Linked DNA regions of Mus musculus: regions 1 and 3 are each linked to region 2. The links are chromatin contacts, called in public Hi-C and HiChIP or PLAC-seq maps. All regions are on one chromosome and are shown on one strand. Each heading gives the region's core, a stretch centred on a gene start, on an enhancer-like site or on the middle of the called end of the contact. The rest is flanking DNA. Distances are from core to core; before and after follow the strand shown.

Evidence for each region. A called contact is a pair of places that touch in the nucleus more often than the background predicts. HiChIP or PLAC-seq counts read pairs in DNA pulled down with a chosen protein or histone mark.
Region 1: a contact with region 2 is called in a Hi-C map of CD8 T cells, with 1.7 times the contacts expected there. The contact joins two enhancer-like sites. A contact is called at or near these places in 8 of 484 Hi-C or Micro-C datasets (CD4 T cells, CD8 T cells, double positive thymocytes and 4 more) and 4 of 115 datasets of contacts at active chromatin or transcription factors (embryonic stem cells and memory CD8 T cells).
Region 3: a contact with region 2 is called in an H3K27ac HiChIP or PLAC-seq map of regulatory T cells, with 3 times the contacts expected there. The contact joins two enhancer-like sites. A contact is called at or near these places in 6 of 484 Hi-C or Micro-C datasets (B cells, CD8 T cells, double positive thymocytes and 3 more) and 1 of 115 datasets of contacts at active chromatin or transcription factors (regulatory T cells).

What each region holds. Positions count from the first base shown.
Region 1 is chr9:115,546,675-115,549,770 of GRCm38.p6, forward strand. No RefSeq gene overlaps it. Among named protein-coding and RNA genes, the nearest start is that of Gm39447, 98 kb to the left of the region's middle. Within about 2 kb of position 1,452, at least 73 of the 459 cell types and tissues checked have an H3K27ac peak or open chromatin away from gene starts, as enhancers often do. A contact at or near this core is called in CD8 T cells, where this site is marked.
Region 2 is chr9:115,702,509-115,705,743 of GRCm38.p6, forward strand. No RefSeq gene overlaps it. Among named protein-coding and RNA genes, the nearest start is that of D330037F02Rik, 38 kb to the left of the region's middle. Within about 2 kb of position 1,968, at least 20 of the 459 cell types and tissues checked have an H3K27ac peak or open chromatin away from gene starts, as enhancers often do. A contact at or near this core is called in CD8 T cells and regulatory T cells, where this site is marked.
Region 3 is chr9:115,487,718-115,490,754 of GRCm38.p6, forward strand. The region is part of intron 2 of Gm39447 (a long non-coding RNA gene); the gene reads left to right. Among named protein-coding and RNA genes, the nearest start is that of Gm39447, 39 kb to the left of the region's middle. Within about 2 kb of position 1,709, at least 35 of the 459 cell types and tissues checked have an H3K27ac peak or open chromatin away from gene starts, as enhancers often do. A contact at or near this core is called in CD8 T cells and regulatory T cells, where this site is marked.

The DNA of each region.
Region 1 (3,096 bases), core at 202-2,701, 160 kb before region 2:
GGGTAGGAGGCAGGTATTGTGTGCCAGAATCAGGTATGGGGGGGGAGAGAGAGAGAGAGAGAGAGAGAGAGGGGGGGGGGCATTGAGATTAGCATATGAAAGAAGCCAGTAGTCAGAAGACCAGAAAGCCCTCCTGACCACCTCTATGTGAAGGGGACAGAGCTCAGGGGATCTCCAAGGGTGGGAGGAGGCTGGCACTGAGTCCCCTAAAGAGGCTCATCCCTCCAGGGGCTGTCAGTAGTGCTTCCAACCTTCTAACTCTCTTGTCTGTCTGTGTGTCTGTCTGGCCATCTGTCTGTCTGTCTTTGTAACTTCCTTCTTTCCTTCCTTTTTTTTGTTTTTGTTTTTCAAGACAGTTTCTTTTTGTAACCCTGGCTGTCCTGGAATGCATTCTTTAAACCAGGCCGGCTTCAAACTCAGAGATCCTCCTGCCTCTGCTTCCTGAGTGCTGGGATTAAAGCTGTGCATCCCCCCAACCCCACCCCCACCCCCCCACCCCGGCCCCAGCTCAACCTCGCTTTCTTAATAAACTATTTCTTCACTATCCCTCCATCCCCGGTCCTCTCTTTTGTTCCAAACACAAAAACTTGGGGCTCTCAACAGATGTCTTGCAGATCCTGAGTGGCCTCAGAAGTGACAGGAAGAGTCGGGCATCTCAGCTGAGGTGGACCAGGGCTCCGTCACAAGCAGGCAGTTCCTTCTGGGTTCTCCCCACTCTGGCCCCTACTTGTATTCACTGTGCCCGTATCCTACTCTAGCAGAGGACATGAAGGGATGGTTTGGGAGAAGATGAAAGGTCATTTTAGGATAAGCCTCCCTTAATCATTTTCATTAACAGCTGTAATGCAGGAGTGTGAGCTACAGACGGGTCATTGTTGAAATGAATGCTTGGCTGAGGGTTGCTTGTGGGATCTTAGAAAATCGAGTTAATTTCTCTGAGGCTAACCTTTCAGCATCTGCCAAACTGGGACGGCCCTCTGGTGCCTGGAGGTTGTTCAAAGGGTTAGAGTAAGAGCCTTGCTTCCTGGCATTCCTGAGTGGGGCTAGGTAGCCCTGTGTGTATAGTGGCCACTTAGAAGTGCTTGCCCTAAAACACACTGACGCCTCACGCAGGCCCCTGTGGTAACTAAATGCAGGCTGCATGCCTGGCTTCTCCGCCCTTCCTTTCTCTGGCAGTGACCTACTTACCTCTTACCTCCTTACATCCCAGAAGATCCCTACCAATCTGCTGTAATTATCCCAATCCTGCAGTCACCTTTGCGTCCAGGCATAGCAAACAGAACTTTTCCAGACAAGACAGTGCCACAGATAAGAGCAGTTATTCATGAGGGTAAGGTTGCACCCTGGAGCAGTGCCAACCCTGTCCCCTCAAGCAACAAGGACAGCTTTAGGCTACGTTGCAAAACTAGACCATGGGTAATTACCAACCAGAACACACAGTAGCCAGGACTGCTGAGTCATATCTGCCTTTTTCCCCTGTACTCCAGTTCTGTCTCTGTGGGAACTTACAGCTCACGTCAGTAACCCAAAGATGGATGAGGTCATGCATCGCTTCATCCTCTCAAAACATGCTGCTCAATTCTCTTTCTGTTTCCCACCAGCTCCTTGTCTTTTTAATTAGTGCATTGTGGCAGGTGGCTAGGCCACTCCTTTAAGATCGCTGGACTGCAAGGTCTCCTACAACTCTGGTTACCTAAAGCACTTACTGAAAGGAAGCTGAGATCGTACCTGAGAACAGGAGAGACCCCACATCCGCTGGTCCAACTGTGGGTCACAACTATTTACAATCTGACATTTGAGCTTAGCACTAGCAGGCTTGACTGTCCACTTGCATAGCATTTCCATTGTATTAGAAGTTATTAGTCACATGAAGACGAGTTGATACCGGGGAGGAGGGTTGGGCTGTGGGTAAGATGTGCATAGAGAGCCATTTTATGTAAGAAATTCGAGCATTCATGGATTTAGGAATCCTGTGGTGGGCGGAGCTGGGACCAATCCCCCCCGTGAGGATTGAGGGTGATTGTGCTATACGGGAGAAGAGTATTGAATGGGTATGTCTCCCTGGGGATCTCTCTGATCCATACCTATGGCAAGAGACAGGCTGGCTTCCTCTCGAAACGCGCTAAGAACTTCATAGGTCCACCTTGAAGAACCAGAATTGAGACAGTGAGCACTCAGACCACACGTGGACAGGGACAGCTGAATTGTTAATATCTTGTACTCTGTCCTGGTGACATCGGAGAGAGAACAAGCCTAAGCCAGGGAGAGGGGATGGGTGGACAATGTGCTGTCTGTGCACAATGGCTGCTGGAAGTCAGGGAGCTGAAGCCTGAGGGAGGAGGCAAAGAAGCAGGCTGAGCTGTGGGGAGACAGCCTTTGAGGAGCCCTTGGGCTTGCCTTTCAGCAAAGCCCATGCCATCTCACTGCTGGCAGGACAGGTTTCTCTTTCTCCTGACCCCGCCTCCTAGGAGCAGGAGGCAGCCTGGGGGTTGGCTAGAAGGGCTGAGGAGGCCCCAGCAAGGCGGGGGAGTTGGAGGAGGAGGGGTGGAGCTGGAGACTGAGGTGACCTCCCAGGCTGGAGTCATCATAACAGAGAGGAGCCTAGTTTATGGCTGGAAGGTACCTGCTTACATGTGACTATGGCCACAAACAGCGAAGAGGTCAACATCCTTCCCTCAGGGACAGACAGAGTTAGTCAATTCTATAGAGTAATTTAGAAGTGTAGGGGTGAGGGGAGAGTGAGGTGATTTTCTATCTGATCCTTAGTCAGGGTTCTCAGGAAGGACAGATAAAAAGATGCATGTCTATGTAAACATTGTTTGTCTATCATATATATTATATATATATATATATATATATCATATATATATTATATGTCTATCTGTCTATCATCTATCTACTGTCATCTATCATTTATCAATGATCTATTATCTAATCTGTCTTATATCAATTATCTGTCTATCATCTATCTATCTACCTACCTTAATCTATCTATCTATCTATCTATCTATCTATCTATCTATCTATCTATCTATCTATCTATCTGCATTTCCCCTTGGCTTTTGACCTCTTCACACTCTGTCACTTTTTTTCTCA
Region 2 (3,235 bases), core at 718-3,217:
TTTGTTTAAACATATTCACTTTATATCTCTCTCATGGCCCCCTCCCAGTCACCCTCTCTCACAATCCTTCTCCCATGCCCCCTCCCCTCCTCCTCTGAGTGGGTGGGGGTCCCCCTGTGTATTCCCCCACCCTGGCACATCAAGTCTCTGTGAGGCTAGGTGCATCCTCTCCCACTGAGGCCAGACAAGGCAGCCCAGCTAGAAGAACATATCCCACAGACAGGCAGCAGTTTTTTAGATAGCTCCTGCTCCAGTTGTTTGAGACCCACATGAATACCAAGCTGCATATATGCTGCATATGTATGGGGAGGCCTAGGTCCAGCCTGTCTATGTTCTTTGGTTGGTGGTTCAGTCTCTAAGAGCCCCAAGGGTCCAGGTTAATTGACTCTGTTGGTCTTCCTGTGGAGTTCCTATCTCCGTAGAGGCTGCAATCCTTCCTCCTATTCTCCCCTAAGAGTCTCCAAGCTCCATCCACTGTTTGGCTGTGTGTGCATCTGTCTGAGTCAGCTGCTGGGTGGAGCCTCTCAGTGGACAGCTGTGCTAGATTCCTGTCTACAAGCACAACAGAGTATCATTAATAGTGTCAGGGATTGGTGCTTGCTCTTAAGATAGGTCTCAAGTTGGGCCTGTTATTGGTTGACCACTTCAACCTCTGCTCCATCCTTTGTTCCTGCATTTCTTGTAACTAGATTAAATTTGGGGTTGAAAGTTTTGTGGATGGGTTGTGTCCCTATAGCTCCACTGGATGGAACTTGAGAATATCATCCTGAGTGAGGTGAACCAGACCCTAAAGGACATCAATAGTATGTACTTTACTTATAAGTGGACATTAGCCATAAAGTACAGGATACCCATGCTATACTTCACAGACCCAAGGAAGCTAAACAAAAAGGAAGACTCAAATAAGGATGCTGGAAACTCACTTAGAAGGGGGATAAAATAGTCATAAGAGGCAGATGGAAAGAGGGAACAGTGTGGGAGAGGGAATGGGAAGGGGGATGGGGGGTTGAGATCAGGTGTGGGGTGAGACAGGAGAGATGACCATGAGAAGATCATGAGAATGGATGGAAATCTGCCACTGACAGGGGTGGGGGTGGGAAGCATCTCCAGGGCAAGACAGAGATCTGGGATAAGAGATGAGCCCAAGAATCAATGGGGGGTGACCTTAGCCATGACTCATAGCATTGGGGATATGGAACCTGAAGAGGGTACCTCCTGTAGCCAGGCAGCAACCAAATCTCTCTCTCTATGGACAGTAGCCAACAGAAGACTAGGGCAAAGCTCTGTGCTAGTTAAAAGAAGCAGACGAAATCCTGAATGAGACTGGCCCTCACTTGGCTCCTGCTCACACTGCAGTAGATTGATTTCGAGGACAACAGAAGCCCTCTTTCGGGCAAAGAACCACTGGTGTTCACAGGTGACATCATCGCTCCACCCCTCAAAGGTAGAGTCTGAAGACTGCAGTTCAATCCTTCAACACTCTGTTGAGAGATGCCCCGCCCCCTGCCCTAGATACCTTTGCCACTTCAATCATTCGTGGCTAACAGTGATCTGAACATATTACTCTTGTCTTGACTGTTTCAGGAGAAGGGTAAGAAAAAGACCGCATTCACATAGCATCATCACAGAATGCTATTATAAATGTTTTATTTTATTGCTATTTATTGCTGGTGTCAATCTGTGTCTAATTAAATGCTCTCATTGGTAAATATGTATAGAAAAAAAACCCAATATACACAGGGTTGGGTACTACAGGCAATGGCGTACACTAGAATTGGGGTTCATCCCTCTTATCGATGTGGTGGACTGCTGTATCCAGTCAAGGATATAGTACAGTGAATGGGTACCAGCAGCCAGCTGTTTCCCAGCTCTTGGGATGCTTGCTGTTGGAATCCAGGCTGTAAGGAGGCTCATCTGCCCCTGCCTGGGCTGTGGAGATGCCATCTAGTGGAGTACAGGCGAACTGTTCCCGTCCAGACCTGACCAAATGCCCGATTAGTTAGCAGAACGTGATTGTTGTTTGACAGTGAAGTGTTACTTGAAACGATTATCACGAGTTGGTTTGCTGCTTAGAAACAACCAGCTGCAGTATTGCCCTGAATAGAATATGGAGGAAGGGAAGCCAAGCTAATGTCGATCCCATGGAAAGGCGCTGGGAGAGATTGGAAGACGTCAACCTGTGAAGTGTTTGTCCCACGAGAAGAGTGTGAGCACAATCTCCTGACCTGTGTAAAACATGTCCCTGACCTGTGTAAAACATGTCCCTGACCTGTGTAAAACATGTTCCTGACCTGTGTAAAACATGTTCCTGACCTGTGTAAAACATGTCAATTGTGGTAGCACGTGCTTGCAACCCCAGGGCTGGAGGGGTCGAGACAAGGCAGCTCCCTGGGACTCGCTGGCTGCCAACCCTGGCCTCCCTGGCAAATTCCAGGCAGTTAAGAGACCCTGTCTCCAAGAAAAGAGACTGCGATGGTACCTGAGGAGCAACAGCTAAGGTTGACTTCTGGTTCACACACACATATACACACACACACATGAAAACATACAACATATACACACAGAGGTCTTGGGGACTTCTCTTTGCTCTTGCTTTGACATTATTGGAGGGTGGAAGATGTGTGGCCCACCTGCTCATTGATCCAGGCAACACTCACCTGGATACTAGAGGCCATCCTAGACCAACCGGCCTCCCCTCTCCTGATCACTAATGTATGGGCAAGCTGGTTAGGAACATCAGTCTAACCCAGACTAGAGCATCTTGGGTGTTCATCCAACTGGAATAGTGCTGGTCTCTGTCATTGCTGGGATGTGGAGAGACAAGAGGCAATGCCAGCACGCCCAATTTCTACCGCCTTATAACAAGTTAGGAAAATAACTGTCAAGCATCATGCATGACTGCTAGGGAGCTAGCACTAATGACTCTGACACATGTATAAAGAAAGGTCACATGTTAAGAAAAAATATTTTACGGTAGTACACTTAAGTGATGAATGAAAATAACTATGGACACAAGAGTAACATTTTGAAATAGAAGATATGGGGCAGGAGAGGTGGTGGCTTGGTCAGTAAAGAGTCTGCTGTATAAGCACAAGAGCGAGAGTTAGATCCGCAGAACCCATGTAAACATGATAGTCTCGGAGATGCAGGGAGCTCCGGGGAGATGCACGGAGACACAGCTCCCTGGGACTTGCTCACTGATAGTCTAGACTCTCCAAGTTGATGAGCTCCAAGC
Region 3 (3,037 bases), core at 459-2,958, 220 kb before region 2:
CTTCTCTTATGTGAAAAAGTGGAAGGTCAAAAGCCATGGTATGTATAGAACTTAGAACTAGGATACTAGGCATCTAGTGGGGATATTGAATCATTTCCTACATGTAAGAGGTACACACACATACACACTTCTGAGTGTATACATATATAGTAGTATATAGATACGATTTTGGTAATATTTGTCAAACTATTTACCCTGTTTCTGATTAATTACCCTATTATAGAATTAATCAAGATTGGATGCAGGAAATGCCCATGGGGCATCAAATCAATGCATGAAGCTGCTGGATGTTCTCATGAAGCCTTCTCCATCTGGGTTCTGGGTTTTGCTGCTCTCCTGTCTGGTCTGGGAGAGTGACCCATGTGGTCTCTACCAGAGTTTGCAGGCCAGACATGACAGTGGTGTCACACCCAAAGCATCTATGGAAGTGTTTTCCATGATGGAGCTCATGGTATACTGAAGTGTTTTCTGTGACAGCATGCATGCACACTATACCTACAGATGGGATTTATATTAGAAAGCCTACAGTCCAGATGGTTGAACTATGGTTCTTTATGGAAAGGCTTGCCTTCCCCTTGGTTTATAGCTTGATGCATACCCTGCCCTCTGGCTCCCATTGGGTCCATGGCAAGAACAGGAGGGGACGGGGCAGGGGAGCCTACAGAAGGGAGTTGTAGGCTGTATTCTACTGGCTGCCACACTTATCTGTTTGCCAGAGGATGGCTTTGTTTCTGGACAGAGAATCCCAGCGCTTCCTGGGAGACTCTCCAGTTGTCTCTCTCTGCCTCTGGGTTCTGGTGACCTTACTCCTGAGCCCAGCCATGGGCCCAGAGACAATACTTCTTACTATAATGAGCCCTGTGGCCCTGTGCTATGTCCTGTGGCTTTCTTTGCTTTGCCATTTCTATGCAAACAGCCTTTTATGAAACCAATCTTAATTTATCTTAATTTATTTATACCTTATTCCTTCTAGGATTCAAACTGAACAGCAGGTTACTGTTTTATGTATATATTGTGACCTAAATTTGAGGGCATAAAGAAAACCCCGAGAGGAGCCTCATGAGAATGGTACCTGCTTGTCTGTGCCAGGGGAGGGTGTCGCTAACCCTCTCCACGTTCTTACTTTCGGTTGAGTCTGCGTGATGAAGATGTATGACTTTTCCCTCTAATGGAAAGAAGCAGTAAGTAATATAAGGGGAACAAAACAAAAACAAAAACAAAAACAAAAGCATACACCTTTCCTGGGAGGAATATAGGAATGGAGAGGGTATGCATGGCTCACTCGGGGTTTAGACATGTAAATGGTTGGATGGTTGTCTCTCTCTTCATGCACGTGTATCCCAGAGACAGTCCCCCCACTCCCACCATACACACTAGGAAATACGTCAGCTCCTCAGTACCACAACTTTAGCCACTGAACCCTAACCTTGGCCCCAGTGGCATATGCCATGCACCTGCTGTGGGGATGGGGCGCTCACACCTAACACCTGCACGGTGATGATGCTAAAGGCCCGGCCTGCACTATTGTGTGTTAGGCCACTGTTCTTCCAAGCATACTGTCTGCTGTCAGCGTGGGTCCTGTGTTGACATGGGTGGCTGGTTGTTACCTGCTAATCAAGTACTCTCTGGAGGAAGCCTGGGCTCTGTCTTAAGCATGACTAACCAGCTCAGGCTTCGAGACTTCCTGACATCTAGAGCCTCCTCAGGAGCAGTCTGGCCTGCTGATTAAGTTTTCTTGCCAGAAGATCAAGAGCTCATGCAAATGGGTCTGTGGTGACTGGCTCTGACTTTTAAAAAGTCCCAGGAAGTTCTGTTGGGGTTTTTGTCCACATCAGTGATTTCCATAGGAAGCGGCCAAGCAGAATGAAAGCAGCAGTCAGGTGTTAACTCTAGCAAACAGATAGAGAGGCAGACTAGGAGAGGCCCTGATTTACTATGTAGTAGTACTCTGAACAGTATAGACTTGACTATCAGGTGGATCATGTGGTAACTGTCTCATGACAGGGGGTGTCATGAACCAAAAGCCTCCTGCTGTATCCCAGATGGCTTAGTGGTTAAGAGCACTGACTACTCTTCCAGAGGTCATGAGTTCAATTCCCAACAACCACATGGTGGCTAATAACCATCTGTCATGGGATCTGATGCCCTCTTCTGGTGTGTCTGAAGAGAGCAACAGTGTACTCAGATCCATAAAATAAATAAATAAATCAAGAAGAAGAAGAAGAAGAAGAAGAAGAAGAAGAAGAAGAAGAAGAAGAAGGAGAAGGAGAAGGAGAAGGAGAAGGAGAAGGAGAAGGAGAAGGAGAAGGAGAAGGAGAAGGAGAAGGAGAAGGAGAAGGAGAAGGAGAAGGAGAAGGAGAAGGAGAAGGAGAAGGAGAAGGAGAAGGAGAAGGAGAAGGAGAAGGAGAAGGAGAAGGAGAAGGAGAAGGAGAAGGAGAAGGAGAAGGAGAAGGAGAAGAGGAACTGCTGGGGCAGAAGGTGTTTAGTCTGAAAGCTCTTTGAGACCTGCCACTTGGCTAAGGTGACTGGGAGATCCCCCTCTACAATGGCTAGTCCCCTAGCAAGGGACCTCTGGATGGAGGGGTGAGGCTAGGAGTGCTGGGCTATGTGAGGTCATGACTGACCTCTTAAACTCTTTGCCAGGGCTCTTTCCTGACTTCTGTACACCAGCAATGGGGAGGGACACTCCCTGCAGCGAGAGAGCTCCAGGCAGGGTTGGTAGGTGCTATGTTAGGTTACAGACAGGATTGGGAATGGAGCTGACTACCCTGGCTCTCTTTGCTCTACACAGAGACAACTAAGAATGTCTCCACAGCTGCTGTATGAGCCAAGGACTGTCCCAAGGTGTCTTGTTAATGTCCACTCCTGTTGACATCAGAAACAAGTCTCCAGACAGAAATATCACTACTAAACATCTTGGGTAGTGAAGGAAACCAGAATTGCTGGAGAGGTCAGAGCCTGAAGCTCTGTGCCTATTTGAGGAGGCTCTTCATGCTCTCTCTATGGAAGGGAGCTGGGGATGGGCATCTGCCTCCCC